3 separate regions of the Danio rerio genome follow, and regions 2 and 3 are each linked to region 1. A link is a contact called in public HiCAR-type data. All regions are on one chromosome and are shown on one strand. Each heading gives the region's core, a stretch centred on a gene start, on an enhancer-like site or on the middle of the called end of the contact. The rest is flanking DNA. Distances are from core to core; before and after follow the strand shown. Region 1 holds the start of pgap4 (post-GPI attachment to proteins GalNAc transferase 4). Region 2 holds the start of cflara (CASP8 and FADD-like apoptosis regulator a). Region 3 holds the start of pecr (peroxisomal trans-2-enoyl-CoA reductase).

Region 1 (4,238 bases), core at 627-3,126:
AACAAAGCAGCTGCTTGCCATTGCGACAGCAATAAGATCCAATGGACAGTCGACCGCTTTCACGCCAAAATGGCTGAATCTGGGGTGTTACTGGGTGCTGCTGATGCAACGGAGTGTTCTATTGAGTGTCGCCTCTTGGTCATTTTAAGCTCTTTGATTGAGGTGAAGTTGGCTTATATTCATATTGATTCATTTTTGAACACTGACAGCCTGTGACGTCATCCTTTTGTTTACCATGCTACTCTGAATATTCGGTCTGAAATAGCTTGTAAGTATGGCTTAGTAATAAGTGTAATTCCAGCACGTCGCTGACCAACCAAGCATACAGTAGTCGCTTTAGGATAAAGCGATCCTTGCATGCATGAATTGCACATTATTACAAGTTTTGCTTGCTAACAACACAACTGAAAGCGTGCTAGATGTAATACAGTTTTCATTCAGAATTGTAGTATTATTGGCGAATGACATGAACTAGGGTTGTCTGCTGTCATCTTTAAGGTGCATGCGTTCGTGTTTCAGGAGGTGTGGCTTTGGAGCAGGGGAGGGACTGTGTTTCAAATACATTATGCTAACCAATTAGCATTTTGGCAGATCACCTACTGCACCTACTATTTTTTTTCTTCTGTAGGTTATTGATTAAAATATGGTAATTCTAATAGTTAAATAAAGTAATTGTGATTTTTGGAAATCACCAAGCGAACCCCAATTTGGTAACCATTGATTTAAACCTTATAGCAGATGCCCATAGTTACATTTCCCCTATTTTTAATCTCCTAGTAAAGATGATTAAATATACAATACATATAGTATATATTTTTGTCAAATTTTAACATATGCATTATGAGTGATTGTTCTATATTTATACTGTAGATGTCTTTTTTTATATAATGGGAAAATGCCAAAAAGGCGTACGTAACAGTTTTGAGGTAAGGTTGGTTTTATATTTACACTTTCGGACTGTCTCCTTAATCATATAATTTCAAAAAAAGTTATATTTGTAAACTCTAAATAGTGAAATCATATTTGCAGCCAATGACCATCAAAAGTACAACAGTATTCAATTGAATAAATAGTGCTAGTGTTGTTTTTAAGTCATATCTAGATGTAATTTCAGACTGAATATTCAAAGTACCATGGTAAACCAATATTGAAGAAGCATGTCACAAGCTGTCATTGAACGAATGAGCGAATATAAATGTTTTGACCTTATTCATAAAGCTTAACTGTTATGTTAAGGTCAATTTGTTATATGCACACTAGTTAAAGATGAAATGTCACATTTAAATTAAAGTGATTTCATACTTTTACTCAAATTTGAACATCAATATTTCAGAATTTTGAGAAACTATTATACTTTCTTTCGTAGAGAAGGTTCGTACTGGAGACAGTATAACACATGGTTGACATAACTCGGGGAGACAAGCTTTAAATACATATTTGCTTTGAAATATTATATATAGAAACTATTTATGTGTAACGTTATATTTCGGTTTACTAGGAATTATGTCGACGTGTTACGAAAAACGTCTACTATAACACATTATAAAAGTTCGTGAGAGCTTTTTATATGCATACAGTCACAAGGCACTCGGAAAGAGCAGCAGAAGCTACTCGTGTAGAAAAAAAGTACAACAGGCTAGTGAACAGGCATGTGTAAATAAGAAGACAAACCCGGAAGCAGAATGTTATTTAGCGGCCCGTTAAGTAAAATAACAACAAATGGTAGCAAAGCATAAACTATTTTAGCATTTCTACGTTACCTCTCATAATGTGGATGTTCAGCACCCAATGAATTCTCAACAGCTGCCGAGAGTGAAAGGGAGGCCAAAGATCAGTTTTTTAGCCTAAGTACTCAAATCAGTTCAAAACAGTAACGTAGATGGCGTCTTACCGTAATACAAGGACAAACTGCGCGTTTAATTAGTGATGCACAAATGTTGCGCGTTTCTTGCTTAGTGTTTCGAATAAATATACATATAAAAGTGTACATTGTGGAAAATAAAGGTAATACTTTTATGGATTCAGTTCGTATTTCACAGCTCAAGGTGAAAACGACTTAAAAACGATGATTGGTTCGTCACTAATAACGCTGAGTACAGTAACCAAAACCACGTGATAACGTCTTCATGTACTGTACCACACACTAGCCACTAGATGGCAATGTGACATTAAAAAAAAACAGGCAGCTGCGTGGACTACGTGATACTCGGTAAAATATTTCTCAAATATAAACAACGTTTGTAACGTTAGTAAGTTTTATGATTGAGTGCCGAAAACGTTCGGACAAAATAAGCGAAAAAGCTCTTGCAAAAAGTGGTAAAGCAGAGCAAGTACGTTTCGTGACTGAAAAATCTGCAGAACCTCAACTGTAAGTTACAATCAATAACTTGGGTGTAATCAGTCTTTTTGGAAATGTTTTTATTTGTCATTTAATAGAAATGAACCGTGGTGTTACTACAACAATCATGGGTTAACTATGTTTAATATAGCAAAACCATAGTAACCACAACATTTACGATGGTTTTTACCATAGCATTTTCATTAAACACATTAAAACTATTGTTTTATAACAGTACTATAACCTTAGGCCCATGTTTTAAAGTAAAACCATAGTAGCTTTTAACAAAGCAAGTCAAACCATAGTAAGTATAAATCAGAGTTCCCATGCTTCTTGAAAGTACTTAAAAGTATTCTTATTTCAGACATACAGTATGGATTCAAGGGCTGCAAGTTCTTAAAATCAAACACATGCCATTGAAAGTGCTTGAATAAAATTAGAAATGAAATTTGTTTATGGTTTTATTTCAACATTTTTACTCAATTGTCAAAAACTAAATAAATAAAAAAAACTGAAAAAGTCCTTGAATTAAAAACCTTACATTTAAATATTGTACAATAGCACTGACATGTTATCAATATTTCAGAAACTGCATTTGAATATAACCAGTATCGAATTCAACAAATTTGATTAAAGTTCTTTAAACATGACTTTTTAAAACAGTCAAACTTTTTGAAAATCACTCAACGTAAATATTAAGTGTAAATGAAATGTTAAGTACTTTCATTGTGCATATGGTGCTTGTTTTTAAACGAATGGTGCTGTAAAAAGTAATCCAAAGTCCTTGAATCTGCTGTTCATGAAAGCGTGGAAACCCTGATTAATGTTAAATTAAAATAAAGTACATTTACTATTGATTTTATTAAGTATTTGCAATCAAACTATAGAATAATTACTATGTTTATTGCTGTAAAACCATGAGAAACAGAAACCTAAACATCTTACTACAATAGTCATAAGACCCTCCCTCCCTCTCCCTGTCCCTCTGTGTGTGTGTTTTAGGAAAAGCGTAGTAAATACAACATTAACCATGTTTTTACAACTGTTCGAGCTTAAATACTGTTGGAGTAAATCTGTGTAAAAACCAGTAAATGCCACTTCATAAGCCCTTATGACCACCTTTTGCCACTACACATGGCATAGGACTGCAAGAATATTTCATTGATTAGCTGCCGTGTGTGAAACTGAATTCTGAGTCATGCTCTGACGCTCTGACTCATGTTCTCTTCACCTGTGTTCTACTTAAACACAATGAAATCGAACCCACCCAGGTAACCAGATCACAACTTATTATTATCCAAACGGTAAAACGAATGTTGCAACATATTTTTCATTGTTTCGTAATAGTTTTTGTATTTAAATACCATAGCTATAAGTCAGCAGGGCAAATCTAATCAAATAAGTGATATTTTAAATACACTTTATTTCAAAATAGTTTCACCAATATTTTGCATTGACATATAATTAACAAATATTGCACCACCATGAGCACAGATACTGGCTTGTTATTATTATTTGATAAAATGTTGAACGCACAGTGGGTTGTTGTGTCATCAAACAGTAAATAAAACTTTCCTGACTATTTTTAAAAAGATCAACAACCATCAACATTAATAAAAAAATATGATGTATCAATCATGATAATTATTAGACAAACAATAAACAAGTGTTTGTCCTTCTCACACAAATGTCTAGAAAGTAGAAACAAAAAAAGCAAATGGGTGGGTCTATCTGATCCATCAAGATGAACAGGTCTTTTTACCCCTAGGTCAGCTCTTTAATAAAGCTCATCTTCATTTCTTGAGCATTCGTTCTACCTGTGCTGAAAGGACACACATATGGCAACCAACACAGGCCAGATGGGTTTCTTACCAAGCGGAGGGGCAATTTTCTGCACCAT
Region 2 (4,238 bases), core at 1,289-3,788, 300 kb after region 1:
AAAATTTGCACTTTTTTGATTAGAAACTGTTAAATTATTTGCTTTAAAATATGGAATTGGTATACGTTTGTAAAGTGTATCATTTTACAGTTTTGTTGTGAAAGAATCATCATCAAAGGATTCCGCTTATTGCACAAGATTCTTTGATCTTATTGTTTATCTTCGGGAGCTTTTCCAAGTGCTGATCTGTACAATATACAGTCATAATGTTGATCACAATGCAAGACCTTGACCTGATTTTTAAGTTAGACCCGCAGCCTAACACAGTTTCACAAACAACACTTGAATGACTATATGGAATCTTATCCCCTGGCAAAAAAGTAGCTTGTTTTCTGTAAACATGGTTTCAAAGCACAAACGTTGTTTTTGACAGCATGGACTCAACATTTAGCTTTCACACTGGGTGTGTTTCACTGGTATTTTGTTTACAATTTATAATAAAGTGTTTTATCTCATTTGTCGTTTCAAGTATTTTCTGAAAGTCAGTTCATTTCATTCTCATAAAGGTGTGTCACAATGCTAAATAATTACCAAACCTGTAAAAAACAAATTAATTATTACTAGGGCCAGAAACAATCTGCAGACATTTTTGCGGAGAATTTTGCAAAAGACCTGCGGATTTATGCTAAATGAATTTGGCAGAGTCATAACTATAAACTTAAATGAAATAAAATGTATTTTGTCCAGCAGTCACATCGGATGAAAATTTTGTTTTAAAACCCAAAAAGTTTATTTATTACTTTTAGTTGTGAACTCATTTTAAGCAATCAAATCTTATGAAATGTAGAAATTGCGTTAAGAGAAAAATATACAAAGCAAGACTGAGTAATACAAGAAAAAGACAACTAAATAAATAAAATACAATTACCAAGTGTGCATATTACTGTAGGACATCTCGGTGGTTCGAATTGTTAAGGGCCCCCAAATCACTAAATCCAGTCCTATATGTACTAATCATAGGTAATATGTCTAGATCATGCAAACGTTAAGGCACTGTTGAATGCTTTGATCAAATATTTGGAGGTTATATAAAAGTAATTTATAATGGTTTATAGTAAGTATGAAGCAAGTACTATAAAATAAGACCAAAATTAAATAGTAAGTTCTTATAGTTATCTGTATCTTTTCATCTATGAAATGTACTAAAACTTTCTTGTTTTCTCTTGAGCATTGCTTGTTTGCCCAGACACTGCTTACCTTAGATGTTGTTCATATTTGTTCAGTGAGTAAATTCACTAAATGTCTTATACTTGGCGTGAAAATTACAATAAAATGAGCAAATCAGCAAAATATTATTTTGCAGCAGCCTATGCATTTATTTCAGCATTAGAGTCCACAAATGAAAAATGTGAAAGGTGGAAAAAATCTGTTTTTATTCTTTTCAACAAGTCTGTTAGCAAATTAGCCGTAGTTGCATAACAAAACTGCATAAGTGAAAAAAAAAATCTCCAATAGAATCAGCTAAATCGTAACGATCACTTTAACATCTGATCTGTGCAGTTTTGGAACTCAAATTATGTAAATAAAAATAGTTGGTTAGACACATGACTTTATTTACATATCCACATACACTAAGAAAGCATAACAGACCATCTAATCATAGGATTGAGTGTAATAAACTAATTCAGGATCTTAATGTTGTTATACTTAGTTAGAATCGTTTTATAGTAAAATATACAAAACAAACATTGTGTCACATTAAAATGAATTACTATAGTTGATAATTTAAAATAACTACTTCATCTTTTACTAAACTGCAGCAACTTTTAGTTATATATATTATATATATAATAAATATATTTAAATATATAATTATTATTATCAGTCAATTTGTTTGTATTACTATTTTGTTGCAACTATAATTATCACAAATGACCAGTACTTTATGGTTTAACAAATCTATATAAAAACATAAAAACAAATATATTACTTACTTTAAATCACTATAGTACTTCATGTGGGAAATCATTAATAAAAAAAGTTAGAAAATTGAGCAAATAAATACTTATCGCTGGAGTAAAATAATAATATAGTGTTAGACATTTATTAAATGTAAAAAGATTTGTATTACATATAAAGATGTATTATAGCCTACACATATAATCTTGCCATATTTCCTTCATTATAGTGAATCCATTATATAAATTAAACCTGCCCAATTTAGATCGTTGATATATCTCTGAAAAATGTTTCAGCAAAGCCAGCAACGAGTATCTGCTATACTGACTTTGTTTGATGAATAATGACTGATCATCCATGAGGGCTGATATCAGTACAGCTTGTCTCGATAGAGGGGGAGCATGAGCTCTCGCTCCTCCTCCTATAAGCTGTTTTAATCCTGGTGTACGCATTAAAACAGCTTTCAGGAGGCAGAGCTAGAGCTCATGCTCCCCCTCTCTGGAGCTCAGCTCTGCTCAAATGGCTCTGCAGCGAGCACCCTCTCGTTTTAATGCGTGCACCAACCCCACCCCTAACCCTACCCCAGTGACATCACTCGTAGAAGTGCATGAAAGGAGGAACGAGAGCTCAAGCTCCCCCTCGCTGGAGCTCAGCTCTGCCTAAATGGCTCTGCAGTGAGCACCACTACTTGTCTCGATCGACCGGAACAGGGCGTGACTTCGCGTAACTCAAAGGCTTTGGTAACTTTGCTTTCGCTTTTGCTTCAGTTTGTCACGATGGCGACGTACGACGTAAAAGGTAAAAATATCATTTAAATACATTCTCTCTGATCAAATAGCTTACTTTTAGTAAGATTTTTTGTTATAGCTTCATACAAGTTAGTCGATAAACACTTAACGTTAACAAGTTCTATAAATGGCCTACGTAACCTACTATAAGTACAATTTTACCGGACAAATTCGGCTGTAAGTTGAAGAGTCCTAACTACTGAACGGAAGACGTTGTGAACAACATGTAAACAAAGGCAGTTCAAGTCAGTCGACGGTGAAACGTAGTAGTTGTTTTAGAATACGCGTATTGTATCGTTTTGTATTGCTGTTGTGACCTTTAATTATCTGCTCCGCCTGTATCTCTGTCCACGTAGGCTTTAGGAACAGGTGTAAGTTAGTATTGTCGGGAGACTTAGTTATTCATACATTCAACTTTTTGAATCAGCTCGAGTCGAATGTTTTCACAATAAAGACATTAAAGAATCGATTAATCTTTTACGACCGAAGTGGTTCTTCGGAATTCAAAAGTTATGCCAAAAACAATGAAAAGGCGTTGTTAGTAGATAAACGCTGTGAAATAGGCTAGTTAGTAGATAAACGCTTGTGTAGTGACGCTATACAAATTCCATGGTTGATTTCGGAAATCCCCTTGCTTAAGCACACTGACAAGGATGTTTGAAAACATCAAATGTAATGTATTTTAAAGAATATCAAAAAATACCACCGTGGTAAAATGCCCCCCACAAAATCTGTTGTGGATGTCTAGGTACTTTCCATCATTATGGTTTCATTTAGATTTACATCCATCTAGTGATGAGTCCCCTTTCTCCTCCTCTTTTTTTAAAAATTTTTTTTAACTTAGTGTCAGCAAAAGATGAAGCTCGCTGCTGGCAAAACCACCAAAGAATTTGGTGCTCCAAATTAAGGTCACTGAAGGTAATTCAGCCTTTTACAGGTATCTTTCATTTGTTGATGTTTTTTTTTATTTATTTTTTTATTTTTTTGCTAAATTGGGTGTTCTGTTTGTCTTTTACAGGTGTAAATCCAAAGTGGCTACATTCTTCCATTCTGTCAAGATAAATGCAATTTTCATTCATTGATTGCAAAAAAAAAAGAAAAAGAAAAGAAAAAGAAAATACAGCCCTTTTTCTAGACTAACTTAATTAGATTTTAAAAATGCATAGAAAATTCAATTCTGCTTTTAAAATGACCCAAACTATTACCTAAAGTATTTATACAACACCATACGGTGAAATGGCAGATGGATTTTCTACTCTGGTTAACAAAGTGACCGCATCTCTTAGCAGCGACGAGTCTAAGATCCTGCTGTATCTTTGCACTGATTTGTTCAACAACAGTTGTGTGGAAGAACTGAGAGGAGATTTGCTGGCCTTTGCCCAACAGAACCCCAATCAAGCAGGTCAACCTCATTCTGGAAATGCTCTGCTGATGGAGCTCATGTTTCAAATGAAGCGCTATGATTTACTACGCAAAGTTTTTGGCACCAACAAACAACAGGTAGAAGGAATTCTCAGAAAGGAGCGCGTCATCTCAGATTACAGGTAATTT
Region 3 (4,238 bases), core at 438-2,937, 270 kb after region 1:
CAAGTGCTTGAAGACACATATTTAATTCATGTACATACAGTCGTAGTATCGTTAAGTTGTGCTCTTTGTATCAATCATGTAGATTTCAGCACATTTATATATTGTACAGGTTTGTGGCAGCTTTTGGCTGTTGTAAAGGACTGTGAGATGCTGGTACTACTTAAAATGACCTCTAGGGCCAGATAATGTCTGTTATATGCAATAGTTTAGGAATCACAAAGCTGAAGTGCCCATTTTCCGAGACTTGCCTTCTTAACATTTTTTTTTTGTTTTTATTTGTGCAACATATATATATATATATATATATATATATATATATATATATATATATATATATATATATATATATATAAGCCAAATGGTGTTTTTAATGAGCTACTTTTAATTCAATGGCCCACGTAATTGTTTTTAACTCTGTGGTATGCACTCACTTCAGAATTTGCACATTGTTATTAAAATGTTGATGTGTATATGTAATTGTATGTTTGAAACCATGCGGATAACGTATATAGATATATGCACATGTATTTTTTGTAAATGTGTTTACATGTTTAACCCTAATAAGCAATAAATCATTAGGATGTTTTTTTTATCTTTTTAAATAACTCGAACTGTAAGACTCACAGGCTCATGTTAATCCAGTTGTGTTTGTGTGTAATTTGAATGAGGGACACACTAGTGACATGACGATGTTGGTTTTGCTGATTGGCATTATATCTCTTTCAGACCTTTCATTATAATTACATCATCAGAAAGGACAAAAATCATGTTTGTTTATCTGTGATTGAAAAGTTAACCCACGTACGGAATTCTCCTCCTTTGCTTCACTGTACATACTGTAAAATAAAATCACATGGTTTTACATACTGAAATGTCTTTTGTGTTTTAATAGTAATTTGCTTGCGTTTTCCATAGATTGTAAAGAAAAAATGATGTTTTATCATTATTATTATTGTATGCTTTTATTTTTTATATTTCAAAGACTTCTAGGAGGATTTTTTTTCATTAGATTTGCTGAACAGTACAAATCAAATGCGCAGTACATCTTACAATAAGATATTTACATTTTAGCATAAAATATGTAAGGAAAATAAGCTTTATATCTCCTGAGTAACAGGTTGGTTGGATATATTTTATGTATAATTTTAAAGTGGATTTCCCTAACTTTGTTATATAATATTTGATGTCCAGATCCAATTCCAACTTATATAATTTATTTTCGGCTTAGTTCCTGTATTAATTAGGGGTCGCCACAGCGAAATGAACCAGCTGTAACCCATCACTAGGAAACATCCAACACACTCATTTACACACATAAGTTACACTACAAACAATTCACCTTCGTCTCTGGACTTGTGAAACTTGAGCAAACTGGAGGAAACGCCAACACGGGGAGAACATGCAACCTCCACAAAGAACCGCCAACTGACCCAGCCGGGGTTCGAACCAGCAACCTTCTTGCTGTAAAACGATTGTGCTGCCCCCAAATTCCAATTTATAATCTAAAATTGGTTATTGCAAAAGTACGTAAATCTAAAAGTTGCAGGATGGCGAATCAAACGTCTAAGAAATGTGTTATTACATTTTCTATCATTGATATCAAAACCATCTAATAAAATCTCTTTTAACTTTCCAGAACGTGTATAAAAAAAAACACAGGAAGTTAATTTGACACAACCGGAAAGAGACTTTTATCTTACAATATTATACTCTGGTTGTTTCGCTGTCGTAGTCAACATGGCAGCGTCCAGTGTTTTTAAAGCAGGTCTTTTCAATCACAAAGTCGCAGTCGTGACGGGTGGCGGGACTGGCATTGGAAAAGCCATCACTTCTGAGCTCTTACAGTTAGGTATAAGTTTACCATGAGTTTTGACGATGGTTTTGACCTTGTCTTTAGATCAGCACTTGCATAGCCGTGAACTTTAGTCCAGATATTGAGCGACACCGCAGTCAGTAATGTATTAAAATTGACAAAAAAAAGTTAAAATGTGTCTATCTATCAAATAAATTAACTTCTTTAAACAGCAGGTGAAATAAGATCAAATAAATTGCTAAAACAGTTGAATGACAATTACATTAAGTGTTAATATTCCTGAATTACGAGTTTTCTCAAATTTTTCATTTAATCATGTAAATTAAGGCATTGTTTTGTTTTTGTGCTATATTTTGCATACATTTTAGTTTTTCGATACAGAGAAGGTTTTCTGTGTATCTCTTTTTGATCATTCCATAATCCAGAAAATACTGCAAACATCCTTTTTTCTTGTAGAATTCAATGTGTGTAATCGGAGAGTTAATGTAAAGTATTATCTTGTAAAAACGATAAGTTTTTTATTGCAAAGAAATGCAGCAAATTCTCCAAATTAAAATCCCTAAACTAAAAATAGTTACACAATTCCTTATGATATTAACAGAGAAATATATCCCTTTACATGATCTTCCATTTATAAAAAAACTATTACAGAAGTAAGTGGGAAGTGGACTTGATGTTTATAAATAGTCATAAAACTTAAGGTTTTATAACAGAAACGCATTAAGTTGAATAGAAGTTATACTCAATCCATTTCGACCAAAAGCCAACATATACTGTATATATTTTTGTTTATTTAAGTAATTTTCTCTGTAATAAATATACTTTAAGCAAAGTTAAACTCATTTAAAAATGTGGCTAAGAAAGAACTACATTTGATTATTATAGCATGCAAAAAAAATTCTATTGGCCCAACTGGGCTGTTATCAAAAATCCTTAGTGTTTAACCATGTCTAAGACGGAGCAGCAGCGTTTTAGAATGAAAACGGCCTCTTCAGCGTTTCCAAAATGTGGACGGATGGCTTAACAGTAGCATAACTTGTGCGTTTAAAACAAAATCGCATTAGTGTAAACAGGGACTAAGTCTAAAATCTATCAATAATGGTATTAAAAAGTCTTAAATTTGACTTGATGAACGCTGCAGAAACCCTGTGTAAGCACGTTATTTCCTATCGTAGGTTTTCTGCTATTCTGTGTTGTACGTTTTTCCACATCAATTTTACCTGAGGGGATTTCGTATTTATTTTGATCTGTAGTTTTATGCATGTTAAAGTAAAAGTGTGGTTTTTTTCTGCATTAAAAAGATGCTGTGTTTTCTGACATGTTTCTATTAATTATAGGCAACACAAGAGTTTAAAAAATCAAATGTTTGGTGGAATAATGACAACATTTAAACATTTTTATTTTGGCCAATTGTCACATTTTGAGGAAAAAGTATTTAACCAAATGACAATATTTTAACTTAAAATTTCCAAGAATTGTCATCAGACATTTATAGTTTAAACAAATATTAAAAAAATATTTTTTTAAATTTACATTTTACTTAAACCAGACAGAATCTGCTGACATTTTTTGCTATTTCTGCGCAGAATTTTGTACAAAATCTGCAGATTTACACAGAATGATTTTAAGGGTAAAGTAACCAAAACACTTAACACATAAAATAAAAAACAAATTTTCTAAACAAAGTGTCTCATCTACTAAAAGACAGAACTATTACTCTGTTTTGCCCTGTGAAAGCACATTGTTTCTTATCGTTGGTTTTCTGCAATTGCCTGAAAAAAGATGTGGTCTAATCAAACATGCTCTAGTTTTTGGGTTGCATGTTTTTCCACATCACTTTTACATGAGGGGATTTGATATTTATTTTGATCTGTAATTTTATGCATGTAAAGTAAGCGCTACTAAAGTGGATATTTCAAGTTATTGTTTACAGTTTAAGCAAATGACACAACATGCAGTACCTTCTACTGTATGTCCTGTAGATGGCATTGCTTGGCCTTTGTAGCAGCATCAAACTGCTCCTCACAAACGAGGTGTTGTGATCATATATTAACTGAAATTCTTCACGCCGCTGCTTGAGGTAAAGTTGGTGTTCTTCTGTTCAGATATTTGTTCAGTGACATGCTCCGTATATTGTTTACCAAAGTACTTTAAATATTTGGTCTGAAATCACATGCAAGTATGACTTGAAAACAGCATTAACTGTTATAAATATAGCATGTATTTGACTATGAACAATGCTGTGCTTTGATAGTCATAAGCTGCTACTATAATTTCATTATTTAGAATTAGCACAGAAATAACATTTTGAAAGTACATTATTAAGGAGAAAGTCTGAATGAGTGAATATAAAATGTACTTTACATTAATGCTTTTATGTAAATATGGCCTGTGTTGTAGGATGCAGTGTGGTTATATCGTCCAG

What was found. HiCAR-type assays count read pairs that join an accessible place to other places.
Region 2: a contact with region 1 is called in a HiCAR-type map of caudal fin, with 7 times the contacts expected there. The contact joins the promoter of cflara here to the promoter of pgap4 in region 1. A contact is called at or near these places in 2 of 4 datasets of contacts at active chromatin or transcription factors (caudal fin and embryo).
Region 3: a contact with region 1 is called in a HiCAR-type map of caudal fin, with 11 times the contacts expected there. The contact joins the promoter of pecr here to the promoter of pgap4 in region 1. A contact is called at or near these places in 3 of 18 Hi-C or Micro-C datasets (caudal fin, embryo and an unstated tissue) and 2 of 4 datasets of contacts at active chromatin or transcription factors (caudal fin and embryo).

What each region holds. Positions count from the first base shown.
Region 1 is chr11:32,870,803-32,875,040 of GRCz12tu, reverse strand. pgap4 (post-GPI attachment to proteins GalNAc transferase 4) reads right to left here and starts at 1,876. Exons shown (of 2, transcript NM_001077341.1): 1 at 1,761-1,876. It overlaps mala.2 (mal, T cell differentiation protein a, tandem duplicate 2), which reads left to right and starts at 4,145. Exons shown (of 4, transcript NM_001077463.1): 1 at 4,145-4,238. The coding sequence starts at 4,177. It also overlaps a transcript of slc8a1a not described here and a transcript of mala.1 not described here.
Region 2 is chr11:32,575,854-32,580,091 of GRCz12tu, reverse strand. It overlaps cflara (CASP8 and FADD-like apoptosis regulator a), which reads left to right and starts at 2,538. Exons shown (of 11, transcript NM_001313772.1): 1 at 2,538-2,697; 2 at 3,532-3,605; 3 at 3,706-4,231. The coding sequence starts at 3,924.
Region 3 is chr11:32,598,439-32,602,676 of GRCz12tu, reverse strand. pecr (peroxisomal trans-2-enoyl-CoA reductase) reads left to right here and starts at 1,687. Exons shown (of 8, transcript NM_001017727.1): 1 at 1,687-1,849; 2 at 4,214-4,238. The coding sequence starts at 1,738. It overlaps map4k3a (mitogen-activated protein kinase kinase kinase kinase 3a), which reads left to right. Exons shown (of 33, transcript XM_073916889.1): 33 at 1-866.